2 separate regions of the Canis lupus genome follow, and region 2 is linked to region 1. Evidence: chromatin contacts called from public Hi-C data. All regions are on one chromosome and are shown on one strand. The core of a region is the stretch at or near the end of the contact, and the rest is flanking DNA. Distances in the headings are between cores, read along the strand shown.

The links. A called contact is a pair of places that touch in the nucleus more often than the background predicts.
Region 2: a Hi-C map of blood shows a contact between it and region 1, with 1.6 times the contacts expected there. The contact joins the enhancer-like site here to the promoter of LMF1 in region 1.

What each region holds. Positions count from the first base shown.
Region 1 is chr6:40,151,597-40,157,159 of UU_Cfam_GSD_1.0, forward strand. It overlaps LMF1 (lipase maturation factor 1), which reads left to right and starts at 2,575. Exons shown (of 11, transcript XM_038540861.1): 1 at 2,575-2,780. The coding sequence starts at 2,609. It overlaps LOC119876375 (a long non-coding RNA gene), which reads right to left and starts at 2,226. Exons shown (of 3, transcript XR_005360990.1): 1 at 110-2,226.
Region 2 is chr6:40,193,513-40,199,075 of UU_Cfam_GSD_1.0, forward strand. The region is part of intron 3 of LMF1 (lipase maturation factor 1); the gene reads left to right. Among named protein-coding and RNA genes, the nearest start is that of MIR8877, 27 kb to the right of the region's middle. Within about 2 kb of position 3,194, at least 4 of the 20 cell types and tissues checked have an H3K27ac peak or open chromatin away from gene starts, as enhancers often do. A contact at or near this core is called in blood, where this site is marked.

The sequences.
Region 1 (5,563 bases), core at 1,325-3,824:
GACTTTTTCTCAGAGTTTGGCTTGAAAATGTGGGCTCAGGAGCCCCGCCACCCACCCAGGCTCCCAGTGTGTGTGTGGGGGTAAAGCCCCCCCCCCGACCCCTGTGTACCTGCGGTTTGCAGCCACTGAGCCCACGGGGTGAGGAAGCCAGCGAGCTGCCTCCCCAGCACCAGCCTCCACCCCTGCAGTTGCCTCAAGGTTTACAAAAAAGGTTTTGTTTTTAAGTGCAGTGCTTTCTTGGAGCATAAGATGTCCCCGAATCTAAATATTAGTCAAAGCTCTTAGATGCTCCCTCATCTAGATGAAGAGGTAGGTTTGGTGTAAATGACGTGACCTATTCCAACAGGGAAAAACAGTGCCTTCTAGGACGTTCTGGAACAACATAGGGTATTTTTAAGATTTTTCTTCTTTTTTTTTGAAACGGAATTCACATGGCATAACATTCAAGCGTTTTGAAGTGTACAGTTCTGTAGCATTTAGTGCATTGCTGGTGTGCAGCCGTCCCCTCTGCCTGGCTCCGGAATCTTCCCGTCACTCCCCGCCCCCAGCCCTAGACAACCACCCATCTCCTTTCTGTCTCCGCGGATTTGCTGATCCGGAACGTGTCATGTACATGGAATCCGACGTGTAGCCCGTGCGCCTGGTTCTCCCACTTTGCATGATGTTTGTGAGGTTCCTCTATCTTGTAGCAGGTGTCAACACCTCACTCCTCCTTACTGCTGAGTTACAGACTCGTGTGCTTCTGGTTCAATTTGGGTGCACATAGGCAAGCGCCGAGCCACCGGCCAGGCTTTCCGCGGCCCAAGCCCCGCTCCGCAAGGTCCGCTCCCGCGTGGGTGGGTTCTGGACCCTCGGACTCACCGGACCTCTGCAGTCCACTCCCAGGAAGGCGGGTCCCGGAGGAAGTGTAAGAACCCGAGCTCCCAGTGGACCTCTCTGATGGCCTCGCCCACCCTGGGTAAACCCGGAGAGGGAGACTGGAGCCCAGCGAGCTGGATGCTGGACAAGGACGCCTTTCTGCTCTCCACAATGCCCCATTGTGCCCTCCTCTGGGGAGAACAATGCAACCCGGGCCAGGGGAAGCTGAGGACAAAGGGCTCTTTGTCAGGACCGTCCCCACCTGAAAAGCAGCGCCCTGGGTCACACCTGATGGCGGAGCTGTCCTTCCGTGCTGTGCCCTGAGCACCTCCTGTATCCAGGGGACGCATGGAAGCTCGGGTGGGCTTGGGCTGAGGGGCACTGGATCCTCCGCTTGGACCAGACAGCCGTGCTGGCTCATCCCTAATGCAGCCCCCGGGCCCTGGAGACGAGGTGCAGAATGTAGGTTTGCTGGAAGGACCTGGAAGCATGGCCAGGACGGACTGTCCCCTGACCTCCCCGCCCCCGGAGGCGGGGAGGCCTCGGGCACAGGCTTCCCTGCTGGGGGCTCACCAGGGTGCAATGTCTGTGCCCCCCCACTGCCGATCTTTTACATGTCCCACTTTACAGCTGGGCTCTGAAAGGAGAGTTTTCACAAGAAAAAAAAAGGGGGCACTTTTTAAAAACTCACAGTATAGGATGCACATCTGCTATCACCCAACAGCTGGAGGCTGAAGAAGTGTTCCAGCAGTTGCTGGCCTGGCCTAGATTGGGGGGGGGGGGCAAGTCCAGAGCCAGTCCCTGCCTTTATAGAGCTCACGCTGCAGGTGGTAAAGATATAATTAAACAAGACTGATCATTTGACCCACAAGTATTAATAATTTAGATGTCAGAACACTCCGCACAAGATGTCAAAAGCGAACAAAAAACTCGGGACAAACATTTGCAATATGCACACAAGAATAGGATCTGTAATATGTAAAGAGCTGTGAAGAATAAAAAAGAAAACCCACACCCACCTCAGTGATTTGCTTCCAAGGACCAGTTTGCCCACTAACCGCCTTCCTTTAAGGAGTGCCCATGAGCCCACCCACTGGGCGCCACCTGTCCTGAGCGGTGCCTGGGTGGAGTTGCTGATGTTGTCACCAGGTTCAGCGGGGCCACAGGTGGGTAAGTTCTTTCCTGGGGACCCTCAATGCACCACCCTCCCCCAGGCCTGGAGGTGCGGTCTGGAGAGGGGTGGGAGTCCTGCCCAAGCCGACGGACCTGGCTGATTTCAGGCCCCTGGCTAGCCGTGTGGCTGACACCCCGACACCCTCCCCGGACAGGAGGTGAGGGCGTGGTAAGGGGACACCCGGGGACCCCGGCCGCGCCGTGAGCCGGCTCTGCTCCAGCCCTGCCTCTGCTGGAGCGCGGCTCCCGGCTGCGCACACGGACGCTGAGCGGGCCCACCGCGGTCCCGGCCCACCCAAGGGAGGGCGCAGGCGGGCAGCCGCCCAGGTGCTTACGCGGCCCCGGTGACGGAAGAGCCGAGGCCCGCGCGGTGCAGCGGGAGCCCGGGGAGGACCTCCCGTCGCCCTCCCGGCGGCAGCACCACGCGCGGCCTGCGGGGGGCGCCCGCGCGCCCGCACTAGAGCGCGCTCCCCGCCCGGGGCGTGGCCAGTCGGGGGGCCGTGGCCAGGCTCCCGCTCGGGGCGGGGCGTCCGGGCGCGGGGCGCTCCCGGCGCATGCGCACTGGTGGCCCCCCGCAATGGCGGCGCCCGAGGAGTCGCTGAGGAAGCGGAAGGCCGGGAAGGCGGGCGGCGGGCCTGGGTCTCCGCCGGGGCCGGGGCTCGACCCCACGGGCTGCTCGGCCGGCCTCCGGGCGGGCACTTTCTGGCTGACTAGGATCGTGCTCTTGAGGGCCCTCGCTTTCATTTACTGTGAGTCCGGGGGCCCGGGGCTCCGTCGCTGCTGCCCTCGCCTCCGGGTCTCCCCGCGGGACGCGCCCCCGGGACTCCTGGCCTCGCCCCGCCTCCGGTCCACACCCACCCTGCCCCACGGCGCCCCGCGGCCCCACGTGCCCCTGGCCGGGACGCTGCCCCCCGGAACGCGCCTTCCCATGGGGGCGCCCCTCCCCCCCGACGCTCACCCCCAACCCCCTGAGACGCTCACCCCCTCCCCCGGGATGCTCCACCCTGCCCCCCCCCGACGCTCCCCCCGGACGCTCCCCCCGTCCCCTGGGATGCCGCCGGCCCCCCCCCGCCCCCCGACGCTCCACACCCCCGTCCCCCCGACGCTCCCCCTCCCCCCCACGCTCCTCCCATGCTTGCCCCTCCACGCTTCCCCCCTCCTCCAGACGCTCCCCCCAACCCCCTGAGACGCTCACCCCCTCCCCCGGGACGCTTCCCCCCCCTCGACGCTCCCCCTAACCCCCTGAGACGCTCACCCCCTCCCCCGGGATGCTCCACCCTGCCCGCCCCCCCGCCCCCCCGACGCTCCCCCCGGGACGCTCCCCGCCCCCACGTCCCCTGGGATGCTGCCCCCCCCCCACGCTCCACACCCCCGTCCCCCCGACGCTCCTCCCCCCACGCTCCTCCCATGCTTGCCCCTCCACGCTTCCCCCCTCCTCCAGACGCTCCCCCCAACCCCCTGAGACGCTGATGCTCCCCCCCACGCTCCTCTTACCCCCAGACACTTCCCCCGACGCTCCCCCTTCCCCAAGACGCTCCCCCCTCCCCCGGGACGCTCTCCCCCCACGCTCCCCCTCCCCCCCCACACTCCCTCCTCCCCTGAGACGCTCTCCCCCACGCTCCCCCTCCCCCGGGACGCTCCCCCCACACACACACACTCCCCCACGCTCCTCCCTGGGACTCTCGCCCCCCTGGGACGCTCACCCCTGCCCCTCTGGGACTCTTACCCCCTGTGCCCTCCTGGGACGCCCCCCCAAGGAGTCCCTTGTCCTGGGGATGGCCGGCCTCAGAGGACGCATCCCCCTAGACCCCCCCCTTGGTACTCTACCCCCCTATCGTCCCTCCCCCGGGACCCTCATCCCGAAACCCCTTCTTCCGGGACATTTGCCCTGCCCAACGCTCCTGCCCTCAACTGGCTCTGGGTGCCCCCCTGCGCTTGCCCCCCCTCGCCCCTCGCAGGGCCCCCTCCTTTCAGGAGGATACCCAGTGGAGTGTGTCTCCCTCTCTTCTTCCCGCTGGGTGGGCTGAGGTCTGGAGCAGCGGGGGTGGGGGACGAGGGTGCTGGCAGGTGCCTTCCCCACCCATGCTGGTGGGCCTCCACGGGCCTGGGCGCTGGGCATCTCAGCTGTGCCTCAAGCTCTCCCCTCCCGGAGGAAGAGGCAGTGTCCTTGAGCCAGGACCAAGCTGGCTTTTGTGTGTCCTGCCTCAGGGGGGCGACCCAGGGCCCTGGGGTCACCTGTGTGGGCTCTCCTGGTACCTCCCTGCCCTCTGTCCCTGTAAAAATAGTTCCTGGCTGCATGGCAGGAGCCTCCACAGTTTTAAATAGCCATCCTGAGTGGTTGAGCGAGCTGTCACTTGGCAGAAGGCAGCGGAGACAGGGTTGCCCCGGAGGTCTGCGTGGACTGTTGAGGGGGCAGCAGCCAGGCGCCTCCCTGGCAAGCACGGCTAACAGCAGCCTCAGGCTCTGGGGGAGCGGGGATCCCCTGTTCAAGTTGGGATGGTTCTGGCTGCTGGGTCAGGCACATGTCTTAGGGCGCTGAGCGCAGAGCCACCTGCCTTGAGACGTGTGTTTTCTCCCTGGCTTCTCTCTGTTTGGGGTAGACTCCGTGTTTTCGGCTGTGTGAAGGCCTCGTTTCCCATCGTCCTGGGAGGATGTTCTCTGGCCGAGATGGCCCTGGGCAAGTGGGCACACATCCTGCCGTGGTCTCTGCCTAGAGAGTCCAGATCATTCTGGTAACAGGAGCTACATCAGAGTTTCTGAAGTCCCAGGGTTTTTCATGATGCCAACGGGGGCTGCCCACGTGTCACTTGATGATGAATTTTAGAGTTGTCCTTGCGGACTCCCGACCCCACCACAGGCTGCACGGGGAGCCCCTGCCCTGGGCTTCATCCTCTGCATGGTTAAGAGAGTTCCTACAACAGATGTTGCTGTCCGTGTACCTGTTGGCACACCTGTGAGCGTGCAGCTGCCTCAGGGTTCTGTGCGTGCTGCTACCCTCCGCCTAGGGGCAGCTCCTGCTTCAGAAAACTTCCCGGACTTCTTGCTGATAGTCTTCATTGTCGCTCTTTGTCCCCATGGGATGCTCTTCCACTGTGTCTCCCTTCCATCCCCCCGTGCCCCACTCCCAGCCCCTTGGTGTGGACTCTCAGGACACAGACGGCCCACGCAAGAGGACCCTGATCCTCTCGGGCTGTAGTCACAGTTCCTCAGGTCTCACGTCACTGTCTGGTGTTCTTTTGTTCTCTCTTTGCTGGGATTTATCCCCAAACAACTTTCAAGAAAGAATTTGGAGGTGAACTTCCTGTGTTTCTCTTGCACCCGTGGGAATTACTGATTTTCTTGAGTCTTTTTTTTTTTTTTTTAAGATTTTATTTATTTATGAGAGACACAGAAAGAAAGAGAGAGAGAGGCAGAGACAGGCAGAGGGAGAAGCAGGCTCTATGCAGGGAGCCTGACGCGGGACTGGATCCTGGTCACACCCTGGGCCGAAGGCAGCGCTAAACCGCTGAGCCACCCGGGCTGCCCTGATTTG
Region 2 (5,563 bases), core at 1,944-4,443, 43 kb after region 1:
CGGCCGGCCCGGCTGAGCCATCGGCGGGATCCTATCAGCCGCTTAGCCTGCGTTCCCATGGTGCCGGCCACCTCAGAAGTCTGCGCGTGTCTACAGCTGCTGTGTCCCCACGGGGACCCCGGACACGCTTGATGGATGCAGTCCTGTAGCCTCTTAAGGACCCCCCCCCCATGTCCCCAGACGGGGTTTTGTGGCAGGGCAGGGAGCACGGCTGCCCTGCACAGAGCTCGCGGCCTGCTGCCCGCTGCCCCCTGCCCGCCGCTAGAGGGGACGCGTCAGGGAGCTGGGGCCTCTTGCTGCGGCTCGAAAGCACAGGCTGCCTTTCCTCTCTTCCTGCGGCGGCGGATTGCTGAGCCCTTACCAGCCCGACCGCCCGTTAGCCGACGGGCCGCGGTGGCCGGTTGCCATGGCGAGTGCCTGGACCTCCCCACCCCGCCTCTCCCGGGCCTGCCTGGCGCGCATGCTCTCGTGCTATCGCTCTCTTGGCATTTTTCTGGGATTTTTTTTTAAATCAAAGCAACTTTCATCAACTATTTGGTTGCTCGAAATCCAGCTTCTCTGGAAAACTCAAGATAGAACACTTTATCCTTTCCCTTGTCAACTTTCAGAAGAATCACCTGGTCCCCACGTACCCTATAGGGTTCCTTTTAATGTCATTTGCAGTTGCTGCCGGTGCCACTCGATAGTTAAGCTCATTTTCTGTAGATTTTTTTTTTTAACTTTCTGTGTAGGCAATCGTATTTTTTTCTATGTCAAGTCTTAGAATTTTTCTTATTTTTACAGTGGCTAAGAATAAGTGTTACATAGGACGTTTTAAATCATGTCATCGTGAAAAATTTCAAGCGTACCAAAAAAACTTAAAGGATTGTATAGTAAAAACCCATATATGGACCATGTAGCTTCTACAGTTTTTATTTTACTAGATCTTTTCCTTTATATAGTTAATCTCTTCATCTCTCTATGCGTCTATTGTTCCATCATATATTTTGACGCATTTTGAAGTTAATGTCACATATCCGTGAACTTCAGTATGCAGGTCATTAACTAGAGCTCAGTGCGTGCTCAGGTTTTTCTCCCTCCGACAAGGAATCCATGCACAATGAGATGCTCCGGTCTTAAGTATAGAGTTTTAGAGTTTGACAAATGCATGCACCCGTGCAATCCAAATCCCCATCATTCCCATTTATGCAAAGGTAGGACTCTCATCTGCTCCGAGACTGAGCCTGGGTAGGAATTTATGGGACTTTGTGGCTCCACCAGGAGGGAAGTCCTGCTCAGTTGGCAGCTCTCTGCAGACAGCTGTGTCTTGTTTGTCCCATACTCGGGATCCTTGATTCCAGTGGCCCGTGCTGAAGGGCCATCGTGAACGGTGAACAACAGCTGGAGGACTCGGCAGGTCTGAAAAATGAAATCAAAATAAGTCAAATGAAAGCAGGTCTTCGGTGGTGACTATCGGGGAGACTTCTGTGCACTGAGGCTGCAGCATCTTCTGTAATGAGTGATGGGTCTTTCCACCTCTCTGTTGTTAGTAACGTAAGGCACAGACGTCACGTTCTTACCACTTTATGTCCAAAAGAAAATGGCTTGTGTTCCCGGCTCCTTTGCAGCACAGCCTGTGCTGGCGAGCCACCTTCCGCCCTTGTGATGCTCCTGCTGGTGGGGGTCAGTGCTTCTTCCTTTCACACCTGTGCTGGAACTGCCGGTGCTTGATCTCCTCAGATCTTTGTGTCAACATCCTCTCTGAAAGCTTACGGACTCTTGGTTCTGTTTGATCTCAGACCAGATCGTTGCATGAGGTGGAAGACTCTGCGTTGGGTTCTCTGCTTCCCACCTCCGTCGTTTCTGACAAGAAGTCAGCTCTCATTCGTCCTCTCATTTCTCCAAATGTCAGGCTGCCTTTTTCTCTGACTGCTTGGGAGGTTTTGTCCTTGGATTATCACAGTTTGTAGTGGGCTTCTTTGTGGCCTTTTTTGGATACTATCTTATGATTCTCTAAGGTTCTTGAACTTGTAACATGTCTTTTACCAAGTCTGATCATTTTTGCCAATATATTTTAGGGTTTTTTTTTTTCTGCCCATTTCTCTCCTCCTAAGATTCCAGTTACATGTATGTAGGACTTTTTGATGATGCCCCACCAGTTCCTGAGAGTCTGTTCTTTTGTTATTCAGTCTTTTAAAAAAAAAATTAGTAGGGGCACCTGGGTTTCTAGGGATGCCTGCGGGGCTCAGTCAGTTAAGTGTCCCACTGTTGCTTCCTGCTCAGGTCATGATCTCAGGGCCTGGGATCTAGCATCAGGCTGTGGGCTCAGCGTGGAGTCAGCTTGAGATTTTCTCTGCCCCCTCGCCCCCACCCACTCATATGTGCTCTCTTCCTACAATAAATAAATCTTTTTAAAAAATCGTTATTGAAAAAAAATCTGTTATTCATATTGAATAACTTCAGTTGAGCTATTTTCAGGTTCACCACCTTTTTGTTCTCTGTCCTCCCAACTGCTATTACATTAATCTAGTAAAATTTTAATTTCAGGTATTTTCCTTTCCAATTCTAGAATTTGCTTGGTTCTTTTTTTATGCTTCTGTTTCTCTGCCCAGTTTCCCTATCTCTTTATGCCTTATGGGCATGTTTTCCTTTGTATCCTTGAACACACTTACATGGAGCCTCACTGTGTGCTCGTGGAGCTTGCATTCTGGGCGCAGCGTGAACAGAGAAGGGGAACAGAGAAGGGGAAGAAGCGAGATATGCTGTCTGTGGCGTGGCGAGTGTGCTGTTCGGTACGTTAGGCTGGGATGGGCTCGGGCCCACCTGTAAATGTTACGTCCTGGGAGGGCCTCCCTGAGAAGGTGGTGTGTGAGCACTGGGTACAGAGACCCAAGACAGGAGGCCTGGGGTGCGGTGGAGGCGGAGGTAAGGCAGCCAGCGGATGCCAGGTAGCTCGGCCCTCCCTGCGGGCCTCTGTGGGCCTCTCGGGTGTTTTCCTGTGATGACACACATCGGAAACCAATGTGAGCTGAAACCCTCCCTCCACTGCACACTGATCCTTCCTAACAACAAAGCATTTCTGGAAACATGCCCTGCGGGCATCGAGGCATGTGCTGCCTGGGGCTGGCCCTCCCATCGGCAAAGCACCGCCCTAGGCTTCTTCAGGCACCACTGCTGAGTGGTGCCGGCTGCCACCGTGCCCACTGGGTCCCTATTCTGGGACCGACACCTGTCCCCATGCAGAGAACATGCTGCCCACAGTCAGGTCTCTGTGGTGGGGAGGCTGTGCCTCAGTGGCCATCCTGGCTTCTAGACTCAGGAGTGCCCGTCACCCCACCAGAGGGCCAGAAACCATTCCCTTTCCAAGGGGTGTGAAGCTGGTCCTGACGTGTGTGGGAAAGGCAGGAGGAAGCCTGGTGTGCCCCCCGCAGCGACCCCCCAGTGGAGACCATGTCTGTGTGGGGTGAGGCTGCAGGGCCGCCCTGACCTCTGACCTGGGCGCGTGCCCTCCTACTTTTCAGATGAGCCGAACCTCCCCATTGTTTCTGATGAGCGTGTGTGTCAAACTGGACGTGCGAGCCTTGCGCATCAGCCAGGCCCTGTGCTCCTTCAGGTGACAAGGCGGTGCCCGTCAGCAGCATCAGGGAGGCCCAGAAACCGTGTTCACTGAGCACGTGGAAGACCCAGGACAGTAGAAAGTGACCCAGGTCGTTCTCCAGAACCGGTGGGAGGAGGGGGCCCTGCTGCGTGTGCACACAGGCAGGAGCTCAGCTGCGGTGCTGGCGGGAGGCCCTCCACGCAGGGCCCAGGCCCACACGGGTGCTCTGAGCAAATGTGCCGCCCGGGGTTGACGGGAGCAGAGTCCACAGCTACCCCACGCGCCTGAGCCAGCACTCCTGGCTCCCTGCGGCCAGGGGGCCCTCCAGGACACCCCTGTTGTCAGCCGCAGAGCAGCACTGACCGGCACGTCTTCAGGATTCCAGCAAGTTACTGCGAGACAAGCTTCGGTTAATTTTCATGCACAGGAAACAAAAGCCAAAGAAATGGTAATTATCGTGCCCTTCAGCCTGATATATGTTAAATACTTGGAATATATTAATCCTAAGAAATCTCTGTTGCTAGATCTAATTTCCGTCGACAGGAAGCATTTTCCTCTTTATCCAGAACCAGTAAAGCTAGCTGAGGTCATTACCGTGAGTTTTGGTTTTGGGGCTAGCTGGTGACACCTGCATAGATCTGAGCAGCAGGGGACACCTGGGGCTAGGAAGTCTGGTTGCCGTGGTAACTGAGTGTTAGCACCGTGACAAGTGCAGTGGACGGAGGGTTGCTGTGTGGGCGTGCGGGTTACACAGGTCACTTCCTGCTCCCTGCAGCGCCCAAGGACATCCTGACAGCACAGAGTAGCAGTCCTCTAAACGATTCATAATTGGGAGCGTGCAGTTTAAAATGATTTAAGGTGTGAAGCTTTTAACCAACTCTTTCAAAAGTATCTATTTGCCAGAAAATTCACTGCTGTTCACGCAGTGATCAGACTTAAGTCCTACATGTGAAAGGTGGCATCCCTGGTTTGCCTCTCCTTTCAGAGATTAGGCTTCGTCTCGTGGACGAGAGCGCCACAGGTGCACGTCCTCCTGCCCAGTCCAGGCTGGCTGCGGAGGGTTCTTGGGCGGGTCCAGCTCCACGCAGGCCCTGGGGGCCAGGGCTGGGAGGGCAGGAGTGTGGCCCCATCTCTGGGGAGAGGCTGGCATCAGTACCACCCGTTCCCGAGGAGAAAGGACTGTCCCCATCTGTCCCGAGGGCAAGGTCAGCTCTGCCAGCCCCTGAGACAGCCAGAGGGCTTGCGTGGGCCGGGCCCCCCAAACAGGCCCACTGTACCTGCTGGCATGGTGGGCGGCACAGGGGGGCACGGGGCGGGGTGAGAGGCGTTGGCACCTGTGAGGGGCACGGTCACCCCAGAACTGTGTCTGGTGCACTCATCCTCACGGCACGAAAAGGGCCCCTGGTGCCATGTCAGCAACTGTGCAAAACAAACTGCCAGGCTGCGTCGTGGCTTCCCATCCGGCACAGGACCCGGGAGGATGAAGAAAGCGACTTTGAAGAGCTCCGCGCGCTCTCCAGTTGCCGTTGGGAGCCCCAGGCGGCCGCGGGTGGGGCCGCCCCACACAGGAGTGACAGCCCGTCAGAGGGGAGGCATCTTTCTCCTTTTTCCTGGTTTCTAACCTGAAGCTAATGGGTTTCCTGCTCCTCATGTGGATGGTGGCTGTCACTCTTGAAGGATCCATAGGTGCCACGCTTCATCATTCTAAGTAGCAGTAATGATGTGCAGGAAGGTGATGAGCCCTCGGTTGGCACGGTCTCTCCAGAGCGGCCGTCTGCGCGGCTTCCACCTCCAAAGCGTTGTCTTAGGTGATGTTTTTCTCCTGGGTCAGAAGCGGCCTCCTTTGTGGACCGTGATCCAAGGAGCCTCCGCAGAGGCCTGGCGTAGGCCTCCCGTCTGAGCCACCCCGTCCCGGGAAGACAGACCACAGAGGGGCAGCCAGGGCCCCCCACCCCGCGCTGCTCTCAAGGTGCCATGACCTTGGGC